2 separate regions of the Gossypium arboreum genome follow, and region 2 is linked to region 1. Evidence: chromatin contacts called from public Hi-C data. All regions are on one chromosome and are shown on one strand. The core of a region is the stretch at or near the end of the contact, and the rest is flanking DNA. Distances in the headings are between cores, read along the strand shown.

Evidence for each region. Hi-C and Micro-C count contacts between places; a contact is called where the count stands out from the background.
Region 2: a contact with region 1 is called in a Hi-C map of leaf, with 4 times the contacts expected there. The contact joins the promoter of LOC108480520 here to the promoter of LOC108480792 in region 1. A contact is called at or near these places in 2 of 5 Hi-C or Micro-C datasets (both in leaf).

What each region holds. Positions count from the first base shown.
Region 1 is chr1:77,359,463-77,362,950 of ASM2569848v2, forward strand. It overlaps LOC108480792, which reads right to left and starts at 1,559. Exons shown (of 7, transcript XM_017783892.2): 1 at 1,110-1,559; 2 at 935-1,023; 3 at 700-844. The coding sequence starts at 1,299.
Region 2 is chr1:77,541,644-77,545,233 of ASM2569848v2, forward strand. It overlaps LOC108480520 (protein TIC 22, chloroplastic), which reads left to right and starts at 2,012. Exons shown (of 8, transcript XM_017783549.2): 1 at 2,012-2,462; 2 at 2,539-2,601; 3 at 2,746-2,820; 4 at 3,151-3,201; 5 at 3,563-3,590. The coding sequence starts at 2,085.

The DNA.
Region 1 (3,488 bases), core at 309-2,808:
CATTAATGGATTGCGTTATAAAGCGCATCCACCCCCGGACTATTGGATGGAGTGGATCGATAAGAATATAATACTTGGAAAAATGAAAGAAAGGAGGTGAAACCATAACATATGTTACCTAATCGATATTAACCAACATGAATCCTACAGCCTATATGTACTTTAGAACTAAAATCTCCATTTATGAAATCTTTTCGAGGTATTCTGCATAGAAAAACATCAAAAACACACATCGAAGACGATGGAAACAAAGTTTCAAAATGGGTTTCTTTAGAATTACCAGAGATTCACATTTGCCTTTAGAAAGATCAAGAATATGATCCCTAAGAAGCACATGTAGCGACCATACTCTTTTCTATCGAAAAACAGAATAATCAAGCCTATGTTTCCACACAGTAATTTTGTGTGCACTAAAACTGCAATGTAAGTTATTGCATTTCTTATATTCCCCATGCTAAACCAAGTAATAACACACATCTGCAAGTTTCCATAATAGGAATGGAGTTAAGACTGCTTATTCATTAATAGATTATTCATGAACTTCTAAACTTCGTAGTTGTATGCAAAGATTATAATCTTCAGCAAACAGACCTATCCATAAACATCAGAAATGCTCAATCCATGTATAACTACACCATAATATAACACTATAAACTGAAACAGTTGAAAATGAAAAAGGAAATTAAGGCAGACACCAACCATGCTGCTCACTGACACTGGCATTTGGTCTCAAGCTTCTCAATCTTTGCAGTATCTCATCAGTTATCTTATTCTTAACTGCTTGGGGCAGTTCAGCTTCAGCCATTGATTCTTCACTCGAAAATCCATGCTTTAATCGTTTTACCTTTATTTACAGATATCAACATTCAATACTACACCAAAAACAGGAAAGAAAGAAATGAAAAAAAAAAAAAACAAAGGGCAATTTGCATACCAATTTAACAAGCTCTATAGGTTCACTGGCTCTTCGAATCCTAACTGATTCTTCCATTTGTTTAATATGATCTGATGTATGCATTACAACTAAAAAAAACAAATCCCATAAAATCAGAAGAGTAATCAAGAGAAAAATTATCAAAAAAAAGGAGGCAAAGCTTATAGAAACTCACCATCATGATCTTTGTTGGAATAAATGTAGAGAGAAGAATAGAGAGAATGAAGAACATAGAGAGCAATAACAATGTTAACGGAGCAAACAATCACAGTGATCCTTTTATAGGAGCACTGACCCGAACCTGAACCTGAACCTGAACCCAAACCATGACCACCCCATTTGGCTCCTCTGCCTTCTCTAGCCATCTCCTATCTCTTTCTCCCACTGCTTCATCGCACCATGTTCTTTAAACTTTCTTTCCGAGAAGAGATGGATCAAATGGATTTCAGCAGATCGTAATAATCTACAAAATTTCCCTTTATTCTACGACTTTCCAATGCACATAAGAGTGGAGGCAACCTCCGCACCAGTGAACCGTTTGTTGTTCTCCACCTTCCGCTTATTTATCTTTTTGCCTACCTTTGGGTTTTTCTTTTTTGTTTTTACTTTTTATCCATCAAACACATCCACTAATTATTTTTATGAACCTATATTAAAATTAATATAAAATAAATTAAATAAATAGAATTTTGATCCTAAGGGTTAAATTAAAATATTAAAAAACTACAAGATTTAAGGTTTAAATCCATAAAATTAACATCAAATTTTGATATTAGTAGCAGGGGCGAAGTCAGAGGGGGGCTGGCATGGGACTCGGCCTCCTTAAAATGTAAAATTTCATTTTTGGTCATTGAAAATTTTTAAAAATTTTAAATTAGTAAAAGTAAAATTATATTTTGGCCCCCCTAAAATTATAAAAATTTGATTTAATCCTTTACAAATTATAAGAATATAAACTATAAAAAATTAAAATTTCATATGGCCATCCTTAAAAAAAAATTTTCGCTTCGCCCCTGATTAGTAGATGAATTACATTTTGTCCTCTCTATTTAAATTAGATAAATTAATCTTTTTAAATTAGAAAAAAAATTGCAAATGGACACTTCTATTAAAAAATTACTCCATGCATTAAAGTTAGACCTATTAATAGATCGGATCACTCGTCTAGATATAAAAGCCCACCCTAAAAATGGGAGAGCTTGGATAAAATACAATGCCCAAAAGAAAGGGCTTGGGTAAAACTCAAGACTCGTTTTCTATATAAGTTGGGCTTTAGGCAAGATTTTTTTAATTTGAGCCCAGCCCCATGTGAATATATTATGTTATATAAAATATTATTTTAATTATATATGTTAAATAACTATTATATATTTATAGTAAATCACTAATCGAATAACAATTAAACCCATCACTCAAAACCTTTAAAAAAAAAACTTACCCAACTAAATAACCCGACCCAAAATAAAAAAATAAAAAAAATTATATTTAATACAATAAAATATTTATTATATTTATTTTTGGGCAAAAAAGTAAGCTCATTTTTTGGGTCGAGTTAGGCTCGAGTTCAAAAAATTGGTCTAGATACCTTACATGGCCCGATCTGGCCCATGAGCACTTCTAGTTAAACTAAACTTGGCTTTTTTCAATTTTGCTATATTAGTGACATGGAAATAAAGGATGAGTAGAGGTAAAAATATCAAAAAGGCCCTTATATTATGAGTTAGCTTGTATTTTGCCCCCTCTACTCAAATGTATAAATAAGATCAAGTAACAAACTAGTTCTTCTATTAAAGATTCCATCCATTTATACTATTCAGTGCTGATATGGCAGATGGAGCAACCAAACACTAACACATGACATGCAATGTGTACCTAATGCTGATTAAACTTGATAATGGGCTGGGCCAGGTCAAGTTCGGGCCGATGTAAAATTTTAGGCCCATTTTCTAGGCCCAGGTCGGGCCTAAAATTTTGCTCAAGCCTGGCCTAAATATGGCTCTCCCATATTAATTTTTTAGATTATTTTTATATAAAAATAAATTTTAAAAATATAATACATCAAATACACTAAAAACATTAAAATTAATGTTTCAAAACAAATTGGAAATACATTAAAAAAAAGTCTTTATACTTAAATACCATTAACATAGTTGCAACTTAGCAAGCAAATGCCTCTAAAATAGTAGCAAAATTAACAATAAAACAAGAGTTATACAATATCCAAACAATAACGGTAAAATAACAATAATATAATAGCGAAATTGTAGCAAAGTAACAACATAACAGCAGTAAACAACAATAGAAAAAATAGTTTTGGGCCTGTCCTATGCCAAAAAAATCTTGTCTGAGGCTCGGCCAGTTTAAAAAACAGGTTTTATTTTGTCCAAACCGATTTTTGAGTCTATATTTTTTCCCAAACCTTCTCACTTTTCTGGCGGGCCTTCGAACCTGGACAGGTAGCCAGACCCATGATCAGGTCCACTATTGACATGACAATACTTAAAAAAATAAAAAATAAATCTAAAAAATAAATATTTTTATAATTATTTGAAAA
Region 2 (3,590 bases), core at 762-3,261, 180 kb after region 1:
CCAATTCACCGAATATATTTTTATTGTAGATGATGACCCTCTCTAGAAAAAACAACAAACAATTTGCTAAACCTCTTCACAAACCTTTAAAGGTATGAGTGTTGAATATAATAATTCAGAATTGATATAGAACTGATTTCGCCAAAGTAACTCTACTAGCCAACTTTGCATCCCACTCGTTCAATCTACTATGAACCTTGTCAATTACAAACTGAAAAGTACTTTTCTTGTCACGATTATGAAAAAATGGTACACTAAGGTACTTGCTAAGATCTAACACCCTTTGAAAACCCAAGAAAATACTTGTAGCATTTGCATCAACCTCTCCCACATTCTGCGAAAAATAAATATATGTGTTAAAAGCATTAATCCTATGGCCTGAAAACATACTAAACTAATCAAGGATATTACAATTCATTCTCTCTTGTGCCATATCAGCCTCATACAACAACACTAAATCAATGGGAAAAAAAACAAATGGGGGATTAGCGGACCCTATCTAGCCAGTCGAACCGATCGCCATTCATTAACTTCTATAGACTTCTCAATGGTATGTCCTAGATACTCCATCCCAAGAATAAAAGATAAGGCAACAAAGAATCACCTTATCTAATTCCCCTCATTGATTTGAACTCCTCAACTATGCTCCCATTTCATAAAACCTACATCGAAAACGAAGAGATGCATCGCATAATTTATGGAACTAGCGTTTTCCAAAATCTTACTTCATGCAATGCGTCTTTTAAAAAAAAACTCTTAGCCGCACCGTATAATATGTTATCTCTAAATAAACCTGAATAGCCATACACTTTAACTTACCTTTATTGATCTGCACAAAATGAATAACTTACTGAGCAATGAGAATATTATTAGTGATTATTAGGTTTAGTCTTCACTCTTCAGCAAAGTAATTGAAAAAGGTTAAAAAAGGAAAAGAAAAAGATGTTTAGATTATGCCATAGATACCTACATTTTATAAAATACAAAATTGAAAAATCTATATGATATTGTGATTATGAAGTTGGATTTGAAATTTAATTAGTTAGTCGAGATTACTCAATTTGAAATAAGTAAAGCTATTCAATTAACTATTAATATAATTAATTAATTCTAACTTTAAAAGAATTTATATAAGCTCCTTTACTACTATTCTAAATTCTTTTAGTACCCAACCCTAAAGAATTTGTCTTTTAAAAATGTTTTTCTTCATACCATTTAAAAATTAATGTCAAGGTAAAACTTCTCTTTATCTATACAATTTTTGAGAAATAAAATACAAGATGGTTGATTAAGTTTAGAATTATCATAAGTAAAACGTAAGCTTATTCCTTCTTATCTCAATATTAGGCTTACTACTTTTATTAGTTTTTGTATTATTTCAATTAATGTTTAATACATATTTTAGAAAAGATATGTTGTCATAAAAAACATAATGATTTATTTGACTCTTTAATTAAAAAAAAAATTATTTTAGCCTTTCAATTAATTATATCTTTTTTAGCCTTTAAATTTGTGTTGTTTGTCAAATCACCTTAAAATTAACGAAAAAATTAACCTTGTTAGTTTTGCTGATACACGTGGATTGCCATAATGGATACCATGTCAGTAGTTAATTAATTTTTTAAAATTTTAAAAAAAAATTAATTGTTGATGTGGTCACGTGGTCATTTCAGCAAAATTAACAAATATTAACTTTTTTTTTATGATTTGACAAATAATATAAGTTTCAAAAGCTAAATGAAGCAAAAAATTAAATAAAAAGTTAAAATGACTCTTTTTAAGTTAGAGGGTTAAATAAGTCATTTCCTCTTATCTCTCTAATAAATTTTATAAAAAAAATATTAACTGAACTATAAAAGGAATAATATCACAAATGATCCTTGAAATTTATTAGAAAATATAATTTACAGTCCCCAATTTCTTTGGTCAATCCGAAGTAGGCTTCGGTAACATTTTAAACCCAATAGACTGAAATGGGGTTGAAGCCCTTATAACGAATTGGACCATCGAAAAATGTCCGTTGAACAAAACAAATTACATTTCAGGCTCATAACTTCATTTTCTTTTTCCCTCAGAAAAAAAAAATGGAATTCCCAAAACCTCCTCCATTCCCCTCAAACCCTCTCTTATCCCTCTCCACCTTCATCCACCGTCTCGGCGCTGAGCTCGCCACCCGCCTCCACCATACCAACCGTCTTGCCTCCAACTTTGCCGCCGGTTTCTCCCCCTCTGCGACTTCCCACCATCGTCCGCTCTTTGCCTCAGTTTCTCAGCCGAAGGCTGCGGTAGCGGCGGCTGCCACGTTGAATCCCGAGCAAGTTGCGAAAACTCTAGCCGGCACCGCTGTCTATACAGTGAGCAACTCCAACAATGAGTTCGTGCTTATCTCTGATCCCAATGGAGCCAAGTCTATTGGCTTACTTTGCTTTCGCCAAGAAGACGCCGAGGCTTTTCTTGCTCAGGTTAGTTAAATTTTTTTAAAAAATTTAGAGGAAGTTTCGAACCTTTTTGTGTTTATTTTATTTTATTTTTTCATAGGTTCGATTACGGAGAAGGGAGCTGAGAAGTAATGCTAAAGTCGTGCCGATTACACTTGATCAGGTTACGCTTTTTTTTTTGTTTCTTTTTAATTACCGGTTTTCCAATTGTCATTTATGTTCAAAAAAATTTAAAATATTAACTAAAATTGATTTGGAAATAACAATATTGATTTTTATGATTGCTGGTTTCATAATATATATACAGGTATACTCACTGAAGGTTGAAGGAATTGCATTTCGTTTTCTACCGGATCCAATTCAAATAAAGAATGCACTAGAGGTTAGTGTTTAATGCAATTTGGTTTTAAAGTTGTTCTTAAAAGGGAACATAAATAGCTGAACTTTGCTACTTAATGCAGTGGACTTATTTCATCTAGATTGTGTTTCTTTTAAGAAATTTTAACACAATGAAGGAAAAAATGTTTCAATTTTCATTTAGGTGTAAGATTATTGGGTGTCAGTTTTTATGTGGACTGGTTGTTGGGTACTTAGAGTAGACAACTATGCTTCAAATGAGATTACAATGATTATTCTTTTGTACTTGAGTGAAGATGTTACTTACTTGGGCAATTCTACACCATTACTCACAATAGTTTCTCATATCTATTAGCTGAAATCTGGTGACATCAAAAGTGGGTTCGATGGAGTTCCAGTTTTCCAGGTATGCTATATATTTTATTCAATATATATGTATACAATGTATCGCATGGTTTTTTAGTTGGTACCAAAACCTTATTTATGCATGTATATGGTTACTCACAGTGGCGCATTGAATCATTCGCAATTCTTTTTTCTGTATTATCATAGCATAAAGAGACTTTCCTTACTTCTTGTTGTGAATATGAGACACTTCCGGTGTTATTATAAATTGATGAATCAGAACGTTTTTTACTGAAAGATATTGCCACTTCCAACATGCTGTTTTTCCATTAGGAGTGCATGAGGAGCTGAACTGTGATAACAATTTCTATGTCACCACAAATTAATGTTAGATTTTTTTTCTTTAATGCCTCTTTCTACAGTCTGACCTCCTTGTTGTGAGGAAGAAAA